2 separate regions of the Gossypium arboreum genome follow, and region 1 is linked to region 2. A link is a contact called in public Hi-C data. All regions are on one chromosome and are shown on one strand. Each heading gives the region's core, a stretch centred on a gene start, on an enhancer-like site or on the middle of the called end of the contact. The rest is flanking DNA. Distances are from core to core; before and after follow the strand shown. Region 1 holds the start of LOC128283890. Region 2 holds the start of LOC108470826 (protein SLOW GREEN 1, chloroplastic).

The links. A called contact is a pair of places that touch in the nucleus more often than the background predicts.
Region 1: a contact with region 2 is called in a Hi-C map of leaf, with 3 times the contacts expected there. The contact joins the promoter of LOC128283890 here to the promoter of LOC108470826 in region 2. A contact is called at or near these places in 2 of 5 Hi-C or Micro-C datasets (both in leaf).

Annotation. Positions count from the first base shown.
Region 1 is chr11:72,297,876-72,304,926 of ASM2569848v2, reverse strand. LOC128283890 reads left to right here and starts at 4,188. Exons shown (of 2, transcript XM_053021305.1): 1 at 4,188-4,276; 2 at 4,363-5,281. The coding sequence starts at 4,188. The coding sequence ends at 5,281.
Region 2 is chr11:72,037,024-72,044,595 of ASM2569848v2, reverse strand. LOC108470826 (protein SLOW GREEN 1, chloroplastic) reads right to left here and starts at 3,091. Exons shown (of 4, transcript XM_017772309.2): 1 at 2,321-3,091; 2 at 1,001-1,147; 3 at 600-680; 4 at 1-380. The coding sequence starts at 2,980. The coding sequence ends at 195.

The DNA of each region.
Region 1 (7,051 bases), core at 2,939-5,438, 260 kb before region 2:
GTCTTATCAGAACATAAAGAGTATTTTTTTCTTATACTACAGTATCAAAAGTCATGTCATATTCTAAAGTATCACATATAGAATGTCTTTTAAGCATAACTAAAGTTTTAAGTACTTACTTGAATCGGCACGGGAGTCTCGATTTCTCTTATAAAAAAATTTTCAAAACAAATTTCAACAAAAAATACTTATGCAAATCGATAATATATATTTATTTTTTCAAAATTTATTTTGGATCCAAAAACACACAACCGAGTTTAACAACCTGACTCTGATACCACCGAGTTTTGCAACCTGACTCTAATACCACTACGTGTAACGCCCCAAACCCGGCCTAGAGATATGGTTGGATTAGGTAGGTTACAACGCTTAAAAAAACAAAGTAACAAAATTTTAATTTGAGAAAACCAGTTAACGACGTTGAAATGAGTAGTAACGTTATAACACTTTAAAAACTCAACACTTAGTTGTGTTCCAATAATTATCGCCAAATTCACTTATCAAATCATTGTACCGAAACTCATAAACATGAAAACCATTTACTTGTTTTGCAGTGCAAAAACCTTAACTCTTATTGATTTGAATGAAAATTTAAGTTTCATCTTATCTACTTTAACTTCAGTGTCTTTTAGCGGTTAAAACTTAGGCGTTTTAACTAGCTTAATTCTAGCATTTTAGCCAAAACGTCAAATGTCCAAAAATAAAAGAAACCAAAACAAAGTCCAAAATGTCCAAATTTAACAATTAAAAAATTCGTAAAAAAATTTTTGAAATAAATAGTGAAACCCGAGCTCCCGTGTCACCGTCCAATGCTAAATCGGAGGGTTACCTGAAATGGAACATACAAAATGTGAGCCTAAAGACAAATGTGTGATTCAGCCCATGACCAAAAGAAATCACATATATATTTTTTTAAATGCATAACTCATATATCAAATTTTGTACATTTCATGTCTTATCAAATTGTAGCATAACATGCTAAGTCATATTGAACATAACACATCGAATTATAACATACATATATCATATCCTACTCCTATTCACTACACACCATCTCCGTCCCACCAATCACACCACATTGGACTATAATAGTCCATCCATCCAATTACACCACATGTGGCAGTATGTGGAACGATGAAGCTGTGCAAGTGTACACAATTGCAACAAGTAGTAAAGTGACAAGTAAATGTCGAGTTATCGTACCTGCAGGGACTGTGTAAGAAATTTATTTATGAAATACAATTAAAAACACTTTGGTGATAAAAAAAATAATTTGATTTTAAGGAAGTGGTTAAAAACTAAAATTGAACTAAATAAAATAAAATAAGATAATAATAAAAGTCTAAATGCACTACTTCAAAAGATGACATAATTGTGTTAAATTAATTACATTTCTTAACTTAGAATTACAAAACTCATGTTCATGTTGTTACGAATAAATTCACGACAACTTGATAATTTGCAAACTACTGCTCACACATACTTATTAAATTAACTAATCTCTTGAACATTTTTCAATGCCAATTCAAACAATTAATCAATCTTCATAAGAACATAAAAGATTTAAGTGAGGTAGCAATATATTCCTACATTGAAATAATTTAATCACAATAATCTTACAAGTTATGCAAGGCTAATGTATCATTTAATACCGTTGTTAATTTAACCCTCACTACATTAGAAGATTAAACATGCACTAATTAAATATTGTATCAATTAATTACAATTTCAACACAATTTAATAATTAATTCATTAGTTGCCTTACAATTATAATACAAGAATAACTTAATCATGATTTTACTAAATCAAACAATTTACCAAGACTTATAACAACACAAACATAATTTTAATAACCTAAGAGGACGAAATGCAATCAACCTAGCATAAACTAAATTTAAGCCATATTAATTTAATTAAACATATCAACATAACAAGTATTCATAGACATGTTCATAACAACAACAATAAAAATTAAAGGATAAAGAACTAAAATCAAATCCGGTGTTTCTTCGAAGCTTGACTAGTCTGCTTTACTCCTCCTTCTCCGCTTGTTCTTATTGAACCGGGGCTTCTACAAACAATTGAATGTTGCTACCAATGGTGGCTGAAGGGCTCTTTTCCAAGAGGGGAAATTGGCAAGGGAATGGAAGAGGAAAATGAAGAACACAGGAAAAGTTTTGAAGAGAGAAAATCAGAGAGAAGTGAAGAACGAAAGGATGAGAGGTGTGTCTAAAATGAGCAACCAAGGAGGGTATTTATAGGTTGAGTAGGCTGCCAAAAATAGAAAAAATCAACAGCCATTGACTGCCCTCATGGCTGGCCACACATGTGGCAAGTTTGAAGCTTTTAAACTTGCTAAATTTAACTAGGGGCAGATCTACAAAAGCTTGATAAGTGAAGGGGTTTGAATGCAATTTCAAGGAAGCTTCAATGGATGTTTTGCAATCATCAGCTAAATAAGCTGATTGGGTCAACATGTGAAACGGTTTTGGGTTGGATCAATTTTCACAATTTAACACAACTGGGCCTGCTTTCACAATTTAATTAATAATAATTATTTAACCCAAAATAAATTGAATTAAAATTAAAATTAATTATATTATAAATTAATATTCATAAATTGGACCTTGAAAAATTAATTTTCCTTGATACTTCAAAAATCGCTTCTCAATTTTGCGTTTCTAGAAGTGTCTACCAAACCATTTTTCACCATTGATGCAAATCTGTCAAAAATTAATCGAAATCAATCAAAATTTATTATAAAATTAATTAAAATTAAACATGTTAAAAATTTAGGTACAATTTATTTATTTATAATTATTATATATTTTTCGACAAGAATTACACTGGAACTGCATGAATTTGGGTTAAAAAAGGGCATTAAAAACAGTCCATATATTTTCGTGTTTCCAATACTTCACTCTAATAACCATAGCTAAGCTGCCATACATATACTTTAGCGGACTTGCTGCCATACTCGGAGTTAATACTTCCATAAACACTTCCTCCGTCATCACATTTCCCACCTCAAACATATACATATCATAATCATACATAGATGACATAAATACATATGGCTTATATTACATAACATGCTTATATGCATAATTTGTATTACACTTAAAAATTTAGGTACAATTTATTTATTTTATAATTATTATATATTTTTCGACAAGAATTACACTGGAACTGCATGAATTTGGGTTAAAAAAGGGCATTAAAAACAGTCCATATATTTTCGTGTTTCCAATACTTCACTCAAATAACCATAGCTAAGCTGCCATACATATACTTTAGCGGACTTGCTGCCATACTCGGAGTTAATACTTCCATAAACACTTCCTCCGTCATCACATTTCCCACCTCAAACATATACATATCATAATCATACATAGATGACATAAATACATATGGCTCATATTACATAACATGCTTATATGCATAATTTGTATTACACTTAATTGGGAGTTACAACTAATTATCATGCTTTTATAACTACTCATACGTACTTAGATACTAAATTTATAGTTTTCCGGCCCTTACCATGCGCTTGGAACCTAATATCAAATTCCCTAATGGACACTTAATTGGGCCCCAAAATTAGCCCAAAAGGCCCACACGTCCCTATTACATACGTTAGGCTAAGCCGTAGGTGAGGCTATGCCGTAGGGGAGATTTGACACAGGAAAAAAATATAATCTTCAGGACCGAGAGCGTTATCTTGGTTTGCCTAATATGGTAGGAAGAAAGAAGGCGTCGTTCCAGAATCTAAAAAATCGAATAAAGAAAAGAATCGATAATTGGAGTACGAGACACCTATCTCAAGGGGGTAAGTAAGTATTTATAAAGGCTGTTCTCCAAGCCATCCCTACTTATTCAATGGCTTATTTTTTATTGCCGAAATCGTTATGTTCAGAATTAGAAAGCATTATAGCGAGAATTTGGTGGCAAAAAAGTCCTAGCAGAAGAGGAATTCATTGGATTGCGTGGAGAAATCTTTGCCATTTAAAAGAAAGAGGAGGTCTCGGATTTCGTAATCTTTGCCAGTTTAATATTGCGCTATTAGCAAAGCAAGGTTGGAGAATTCTTTTTTCGTTATTAGCAAGGGTTCTCAAAGCTAAATACTTCCCGCATTTAGATTTTCTTAATGCTCGTTTGGGTAACCTACCTTCACTTACCTGAAAGAATGTCTGGGCTGCTAAGCGATTGCTGCAAGACGGGTTGTGCTGGAGAGTCGGACGAGGAACCAGAATATCCGTATGGGATGATTGTTGGGTTCCGGGATTAGATCCAGGGAGATGGGGTACCAGAAATGATAATGATGTCAAGTTAGTTGTAGATTTAATTGATGATACAAACAGGACATGGAAAACTGACTTAATTAATCATACCTTTCCAGTTGATGTTGCTCAGAAAATTCTACGAATCCCGCTGGCAGAAACACCTCACGAGGATTTTAAAGTATGGATGGGAGAGCAATCTGGTGATTTTTCAGTGAGGAGTGCCTACAAACTATTACAAGATGTTCGATTGGATCCTAATTTTTATTTAATACAGACCGATCTAAAGGATTTCTACGGCAAGCTATGGAATTTACAACTACCTGCCAAGATAGCAATTACAATATGGAGAATATATTGGAACTATATCCCTACTCTAGCTAATTTAAAACATAAACGGGTGAGTAATGACGCGACCTGTCCTCGATGTGGAAGAGGGGAAGAAGACATCACCCACATCTTTAGGTATTGTCCTGCAACAGGTGAAATATGGCCATTATTAGATCTGTCATGGATTAGTGAAAGTACGATTCAAGGATTTTGGGAATGGATTACCTGGGTTTTCAGAACGAGTACCTCTGAGCAGTGTAAGATTTACTGTTGTGGCATGTGGTTTCTTTGGAACTCAAGGAATAAATTCATACATGAGCAGAAAATAGAAACAGGGAGAGAGTTATCTCTTATAGTTAGAAACTACATAGCTGAACTCGAAGGGTTGAGGACGAAAGCAAGCACCTTAAAACCGAGCAGCAGTCACAGGTACCAAGAGGGAGGAACCAGCGTGACAATTCAGTTCGACACAGCATTTGATTGTAGAAATTTTAAGTCTACATCTGGCCTGGTGGTCTGGGGCAGGGGCGGACGACTCATGGCAACGAAGACGGTTTTACACCGGAATGTTCAGTCTCCATTTCCTGCTGAAGCCCTTGCTGGTTTACAGGCGGTTAAACTAGGGAGTGAAATGGAGTTCCCCTCTATGACAGTTATGGGGGATTCCTAACAATCATTAAGAAGTGCAAAGTCATGAAGAGAGATCAATCAGCCATAGGACCGATTATTCACGACATTCACAATAGGAGTAATCGATTTGAAGACCTCAGATTTCAATTTCTAAATAGAACAGAAAATGATTTCGCCCATAAGATTGCAGTAGAAGCCCTAAAGAAGGAGGAAGAAACATACCTGGTACGAGGGAGAGATGATTTTCCAGAAGGACGATGGAGCAGAGATCCGGATTGAAGAATACAAAGTGAAGAAGGAAATGTAGAGGGTAGCAGGTAATGGGGATATGAAACGGCTACCAAGGGAACAGATGGGACAGATGATGGGAAAAGACCATGGAAATTGGAGTCCAACTGTTACTGAGTCGGCTAGCATTAATTATTTAGATTTCCTTTTTGCATAATATCTGGTTTTGACTTTTCAAAGATGTTTTTGAATTTACTTTTGCTTTAGTAGTAAACTGATCCTAATAGGTAGGCCTAAGCCCAGGGTGTGATCCAATGTGGTTCTTTCAAAGTCTTTAGAATTTTTGTGTTTCTTGAATTAAAAGTAAGATGAATTCTTGACAATCAAAATTCAGGAGATTTACATCAATTAGGAGTTTGTTTTCCTTCATTTAGTTTGACTATTCAAACAAAGGCTGACCAACCACGTCTATGTAACTTTTATTTTGGTTCTTTCTGATAAAACACTCAAAAGAATTTTCTCCATTTGCAAGATTTGTTTCTTGCTAATTTCCACAAGTCGTTTCAACTCAATTTAGTTTAATATTGTTGGTAAGAGTTCTTCAAACTTCAATTTATCAAGAATCTATCTTAAATGATTGATTAAAACCTTTAGTTGAATTTGTTAGGGGTGTCTACTTCAAAGGATTTAATTGGACCGCATCTCCCTTCTTTTCAGTTTCCTTGTTATTATTCTCTTTAATTTGTTTTCTTAATCCTGTAATTTATTTGTTATCAATCCAATCATCTTTATTAAATTTCAAAACTCAAGTAATCTTTAAGAACAAGGTTCGGCAAGATCAACTTGGAGTCCAAGTTTCCATAAATCCTATCTCGAATCCAGCTCCTCCTTTTGGCCTAATTGCTTCTAATAATCTTCTTTCTCCTTCTTTTCAATTCAATTTTGTTTTTGTGGTCATACTTATTGACTTTTATTTATCGTTTCACTTCTTTCCAGATTTCGTAGTTACCCTACCATAAGTTCAAGGTGTCGGGTAAGGTAGTTAGTACTGTACTATACCAACATGTTCTGGTGTATTGTTTTGGATTTATCAATATTTTAAATATTTTTAGATCTATACATGAAATTCTCATTTTTAACTTTTTGAGAAATTATATATATTTTTAAATATTTTTCATATATATTTATAGCGTGTGTTTTTCTTAATAAATTATATATTATTTTTGAAAAAATTAATCATATATTATATATAGATGCAAATATATCTCAATTACAAAATGCAAATATAAAAAATATTTAAGGGTAAACTATACCATTATTCACTTAACTAAAAAAGTTACAATTTAGTCATTGAATTATTTAAAAGATTTTATTTAAGTAACTAAGTTGTTAAAATCGATACTATACAACTTTTTTTGTTTACATTGTCAGCACCAATCAAAAGCTCTTTTTCTATTTCTCTTGTACAATTTAATATTTTTTCATGAAACTTGTTTTGGATGTCATGAATTTGAGAATCAAATTTTGAACAACTTTTTTCGCTGATCTCCAACACTAACCTTCAGATTGACTTTGACCTATG
Region 2 (7,572 bases), core at 1,842-4,341:
CTCTAAGCTGCGGTTTAGCCCCATGCAGCCAGTAGATCTAGGCATCTGCAACTCTACTCTATCCCAAACTGTGTGGCCTTTCTGAACCAAAAATGAAATTCCGAACTTTGTGCTTTGTGGAACCATTGACCAAATTTTAATAAGAGAAAAACCTTCTAGATAAATCAACAACTAGAGCAAGATTTGTCCATTCTTTACTTCTTGTATGAGAACTCAGCCTTAAAATCCTTTTGGAGCCATTTCCGAGATTTGGTTTTCGCTTCCAGTACAACATCATCAAGGAACCTTCTCTGCGGAAATTCTTCAGGTACAAGACTCTGATATATCTCAAACTGTTCAGCTGCTTCCTTCTTCTTGTCAAGTAAACTATAGATAATTCCCTGTCCACAAAATCCCATAATTAGCCATTTACTAATGGTGGTTCGATTTTGTATATTCTCCTTTTCTATGACTCTACTTAAGGTCCATTATTTTTTCTTAAAGAAAATCCAGTTTATGAGTGTATTTATCGAAGACCAACAGTCATGGCTGAACAAGCTTTTTTTCCTAAACTACTTAGCAACAGCTAGCAATACATCATAAACCTAATAAAACCTTACCTGGCAAAGATAAGGCCGAAAATCTCGAGGATTATCATTTATCAAATCTTGAAATTTCTTCATCCCCTCCTCCAATTCCCCCTGCAAGCAATTATTAATAAGTTCATGATGATAAAAGATTTGATAAAAAAGCAAAGAGCAACTACATGAAACTTATTAGATATCATATCATATGCATAGAAATGAAATGAAATGAAATTTATAGACGTGCATATGCATATGCATATGCAGATACGTATACATATACATATACGTATAAGTATACGTACATATTTTAATGAAGTTCTTCCCTTGTCCCACCAGGGGGAAAGAAATGAAGAAAGAAAAAAAAAAAGCATTGCAATTGCTAAAGATCCGGCAGTTCTGTCAAACTGAGCAGCGAAGATTGATTAAGAAGAAACCTTCACAACATGCATTTGTGCAATTAAAACTCTTATGTTTCTTTCCTCAGTGACTCTCTTTTCACGAACAGCAACTTCTAAAGCTTCATTAAGCATCTCAAAAACAGCTGGACCTTCATGATTTTTGTGCATCACCATAGCCAGACCCTATAAAAACCAGTGAACAATAAGTATTACTATATTCTTTTTCTTCTGTTCTTATTTACTTTTTGTTTCCAACTTTTCTGATAAGATTTGAACTAATGACCTAGCTCAATAAAAGCTCAAAGACTATGTAATTAAACATGAAATCAAATCCATACATACTCTTGAGAATATTAGGAAGCAATCCATGAATATAGCACTATGCTACCAGAATGTTGCAAAAATTACAACCAGGCAGCTAGAAATAAGGGTAATCTTTAAATAAAAGCAACAGTAGATGCAAAGGTATTGCATAGCAATTAGTAACCTCAGTCCAATGAAGATATAGAAATAACACTGTCAAGAAACAATATGCATACTCGGATCATACAAACAACCTGGTGGATTACACTGCAAAAGTAGAGAATGGAAAAACTAGGTAATGACGTAGCCAGAATCTAGCAGAAATCAAACAATTATAGCTTTCAGAAAACTAGTAAGTTGCTATTTTATAATGAATATTACCAGTAACTGACAGGTACAGGAGCATTTCAGAACTTATCTTTGATGTACCATGAGTTTGGTACTATCTGCAATCTTGACCTTTTCCATAGAGCTGAACTCTCTTTACTTTTTTTGAACTCTTAAATTACATAATTTCTACGTCAATAAGCAGGCAAGATTCCAAGATTAATCATAATTCTTAAAATATCAACTAGCAGTCAAGATTCTAAGAGTGACCATAATCCTTAAACGAGAGCTTAACATAGTGGTTTTGAACTGGGGTTATTCAAGAAAAATCAAATATCTGATCAACCTGAGGAAACTCAAGTTGAACAAATAATCAAAGGCGGCATATGATACACCTCAAATTAATAATTGTCTATCAAAACAACCAGTCCCTAGTCATTAGCCAGAACTATGAAAATAATACTACTAAGAAGCGTAGCACTGGGATTAATTTCACTAATTGAGTCAACTTTAGACATAGGCCATCTCTAAACAATCAATCCACAAAACTCAAACTTCACAAGGCCTCCATCTATAAGATCAATGGCTTGAAGTAAAACTTTTCTCCAAGTATCGTATTAAGGTAACTTCTAAACAGTCTTCCAATGGAGCTACGGAGTAATGTTAGAACATTAGTATATGAACCAAGTAAGAACAAAAATCAATATCTAAAATGAAATCATGTACCAAATTAGAGAACGTTACATGCAAAGCTCGGAGCAAAAGAGGGGTTTCTTCCAATATTTCCTTGAACAATCTTTTAGCCTTGCTGAGCTGCCCCATCATCTCATAACAAAGAGCCTGCAATAGCCTCCATTCAACCTCATCTGGCTCAATATCAATCAACTTCTCCACACATTCCACCGCTTCTTGAGTCTTACCTCTCCTAATCTTCCCATACAAAAGCACTTTCAAAGCATCAACATTTCGGGGTTCTTTCTCCAAAATCTTCTCATACCTTTCCTCTTCCTCACTTTTTCCCTTCTGGGTTTCATTCTTCCCCTCTAAATTTACTCTAGAACTGGTAGTTGCTTGAGCAGGAAGAGCCAAACATGGTTTAGCACTGAAACAACCCAAAAATATGAAAGACCCAACAAGGAAAACAACAACTTTTTCCGAGAAAAAATTGAAAAACTGTGTCTTGGGAGAGACGCAAGGGAGTTTGATTGGGAGAATGGAAATGGGGTTGTAGGAAGAATGAAGCCTGGTTGTTTGGAAAGAGAGATTATTTGGTTTGAGTGAAGGGGTGAACAATGGGGAAACGGTTTGGGGGGGTTTAAGGTTGGGAAATTTGGGAGTATGAAATTCTGTTTGATAGATGAAAGAGGAAGCTTTGATTGAAAACATAATGAAGATAGGGAACAACTGGAAGGAGTGAACCGATAAAACACCAGTCAACTCTAGACCAGACTGCCCTTTGTGACGCTGATGCCATTTATTACTGAATAGCTTATTTATTTGGATTAATTCACCATGGGCTAAATTGTTGATATATGCGATTTTTTTTTCTTTTAAATCAGACTTTTTAGGCCTTTATTTTGAAAAGAAGTATGCCATTTTGTGGGAGAAAGTGTGATAGTGTGTTAAATTGAGTGTGTTTTATGTACAGTGAATAGGAAAGTGTGCTTAATTTGTATTTTCCTCCAATAGTCATTTTTCCAACAATTTTTAAACATTGATAACAATGAAATTTTTAAGAGCCAACAATAATTTTTTTTCCTATAAATATTAGCATATTTTTTGTTTTTCACTCAAATTTAATTTTTTTTATTCTCTTTAAACTCTCAATTCTCTCAACTCTCTTAATTTTTTCAAGTTTTGTTCTAAATTTTCCTACTTGTTTAAAAATATTATAGTTTTATTTAATTATTTTGTATATTCATTTTGATTAAATTTTCACAAATGACAAGCACTTTGATTCGTTTCGACGACAAATATTTTTCCGCCACTCAAGCGATAATAGTAAGGAGAAATTTTAAATTTCGTTATTTTCAATTAAGTTAATTTTAAAGTTTTTTAATTTTTTCAAATAGTTTAAATTATTTTATTCTGACAATATAAATAGACAGATGATCGCGTTTTAGAGGGATTCATACATAATTTGTCAATGAGCTCAGACATCGAAATTGTGGTTACTTGCAAGACGCAGGATTCTTGCATGCGTCTCGTATGCTCGCAGGCTGCAAACTCGATCATACACTCATCAACGTGTTGGTGGAAGGATGGAGGCCTAAGACACTTTTCATCTTCCATCTGGTGAGTGTGCAATCACACTCGAGGACATAGCTTTACAACTCGGTTTACCATAGATGGGTCAGTCGTTACGGGATCAATGGTCATTCCTGGTAAAGAAGACATTTGCGAGACATTTTTGGGAAAGGTGTCGAATAAGTTTTAAAGTAGTCGGATAGATATAAAGTGGTTGAAAAATAATTTCAAAGATCTTCCTAAGGACACGACCGACATCGTCAAAGAACAATACGCCCAAGCATTAATCCTGAGGTTAACCGGGGGTATTCTAATGCCTGATAAATCTTAAAATTTTGTACACATAATGTAATCTCCCAAACTCGGCCTAGACGTTACGGCTAGATTGAAAATGCTACATTAGCCACTGAAATGGCTAAGCTAACTTACGTTACTTTTGAAAACCTTAAATAAACTCATTTTAGAGAAAAATTGTAGTTGTACTTTTGTGTTAGTTTACAACATTCATTTATTAGGTCAACTGTACTTAAGATTCATTTTATTGTTGATAGTATCGTTTTAGAAAAAAAACCATTTGCTTGTCGCTCTTCTTTATAAAAACTCGATTTTAAACTAATGCACCAGAAAAAAAAAAACTATTTTTCAAGTCGTTTTGGAAACCTAATTACCTTATCAATTTGTTTTTTTCAAAAATGGTTCCTTTGCAATGCAACAGAAATTAGGAAACAATGTCAAATTTTACTTAAGGCCGATATCATGCATTTTTCGGTTATTATGCTTGAGTAATCCATGCATGCAAAAATCCTCAAATGAAAAGTTACCAAGCCATAGACCATAAATAATTAAAAATTTACAAACCAAAACCAATAGAGACTGATTAATACTTATTAAAAATATTTCGGTGTCCAAGGTGATTCTTTGAATACCAGGTCTAGTCCTAGTTTCGATGTTTACTTGAAAAGTTAAACACTATGGGGGTGAGCTTATGAAATCTTAGTGTGAGTCGAACAATTATTTAAATAATCATAAATAGCAAATACAATATAGCATAGTAGCATTAATAGAAGAACACAAAACCAACATTGGAATTTCATATCATTACATAGCAATTATCAAATCGATGTCAAACTATAACACCCGTATCCCGTCGTCGTTGCCAGATTCAGGATCTGAGTGTTATGGAACCAAACAAACAATTTGTCTTATTTTTATAACAAATATTAAATTAATTTATAAACATAGAACATATCATAGAATAAATATACAAATGGGCCTTTATTCGGGTTTACGGGGCCATGAAATTTCCTTAGAAACATTCAGGGACCAAAATAAGACAAATAAAAAATTTTGAGAAAAACACGAAAATTTGAAATGCAAGGTTCACACGGCCGTGTGACATAGCCCAGACCGTGTCGGCATTTGAAGTTGGGACACATGACCGTCTCCTAGCCCGTGTCTCTACCCGTGTAATTCACTGACATGGGTCACACGGTCGTGTCGTGGGCTCCGTCTTAAACCATGTATGGCACACGATCGTGTGGCAGCCCGTGTCCAGGCTGTGTGCACTAAAATGAACCTTAAACATCAAGTTTACCAAACCATATTGTAACGCCCCTTACCCGCATTCAACACCGAAACAGGGTACGAGGTATTACCAGAACATAACACGTACCATTAAATAAAACTGAGACAAAAATATGGCATCCAATTAGATCATGAATCATTATAACATATGCTTTTAACAATATTAGCCAACTTCAATGGCTTTGTACAAAATAATCGGTCAAATACTGTAACCAATATTTTAAACCTAGGCAATTATGACACGTAACAAAATAACTAAGCCTACTATACATGCCATAATTCAAAATGTTTAGTTCAAATACCAAAAGTATTGATAGTGCGGGCAGATCTTCAACGATCTCTAACTCCTGTGCTAATTGGACGACACTATAAGACAAAAGAGAGAAAAGAAAGTAAGCTTATAGTTAAGTAAGTAAGTATATAAATAATAAATAAGGAATCTAATATGCTTACAAAATAACTCAATTATATCTATTTTTAATTTCACTATTTACTCCAATTTGATCAAGCTGTCCCTCCTGCATCATGTTGGCTGAAAAAATCATAACTCGAGTTACGAAACTCGAAATTCAAATCCGTAACATTTTCCTGAAACTAGACTCATATTACTTCTTAATAAATTTTTTCTAGAATTTTGGTCCAGCCAATTAGTATAGTTTATTAGTTAAATTTTCCCTGTTATACAGCTCGACTGATCTGACCTCTGTTCACTACGAATTGATTTTCTCCCTATAAAAAAGTCAAATAGCCATGAAATTTGTTTCATTTAAAACTAGACTCAACAAGGAATCTAGGAATATAAATTCTTAATTATTTTTGTACAATTTTTAATGATTTTTCAAAGTCAGAATAGGGGATCACATAGTCATTCTGAACAAGTCTCACAAAAATATAAATATCTCAAAATATAAGATTACTTAACTTTCCTTGTTTATTTTACATGAAAATAGACTCATTAAGCTTTAATTTCATATCTCATTCAGCCTCTAATTAAATTCCTACTATTTTTGGTGATTTTTCAAATTCACGTAACTGCGACTGTCCAAACAGTTTTATTATCAATTTTGATCTTTCACACTTTGGTTGCATTGATTGCTTATCCTTAACAATTTTTCCAACCTCCAATCACATATCGAGCTTATTACTCATACGTTACACATGTATATTCTTACACTTACATTACAAGGTCATAAATAATTTCATTTAGTCGATTTTCCCATTAAACACTTCGGATCGAGTCCCCGATGCTTGGTGGTTTCAGCACGTAGTTCCACCCATCACATAGTTCGGCTCTCTTGTACACATGGTGAACATGAACACTTAGTACCACCCATGTAACCTAGCCATTTTATCTCGTAGCTCTCTTGTCTACATGGTGTCCTTACCTAGAACTACACATGCGACCTAGCTACATTTATCCCGTAGCTCTCTTGTCTACATGGTATACATCCCGTATCACACATGTGACCTAACTACCACATAGTATCTCGTAGCTCTCTTGTACACATGATGTGCACTTAGCATCATACATGTGACCTAGCTACATACCATCTATATCTTTCGATTCCGAAGGTTCAACGAGGAAGTATTTCACTTTCTAATACTTATTTCCATTCTTCCAATAGTCGATTATGATTCAAAATTAGCTACAATATATAAAATATGCTGAAATATAAAAACATAAATAAAGATAATGTATTATTTACATACGAACCTACCTCGGTGCAAAATATGGAAATTTTGCAATTTAGTTCAAAATCCTTTCCTTCCCCGTTTCGAGGTCGATTCCACGCCTTTCTTGATCTATAAAAGACATTTAGCTAATTTAACAAATCATACTATCTATTTCAATCCAAAAATCACATTATGGAAAAATTACGTTTTTGCCCCCTAACTTTTACAAAATTACGATTTTGTCCCAAGACTCGGAAGTTTAATTTCAGCCTTTATTATTATGTTTTATGACATGCTGAACATTTTTCTCTTCTATGACAACATTAAATTCTCACTCTAACATGTACTTATGAACATTAGGTATTTTTACCGATTATGCCGTTTTGCTCGTTTTCGCTAAAAATCGCTTAGAAAAGATCGTTCTCCTAACTTCAAACATTCATTTTCTACCATAAAACATCAAAATACATGCA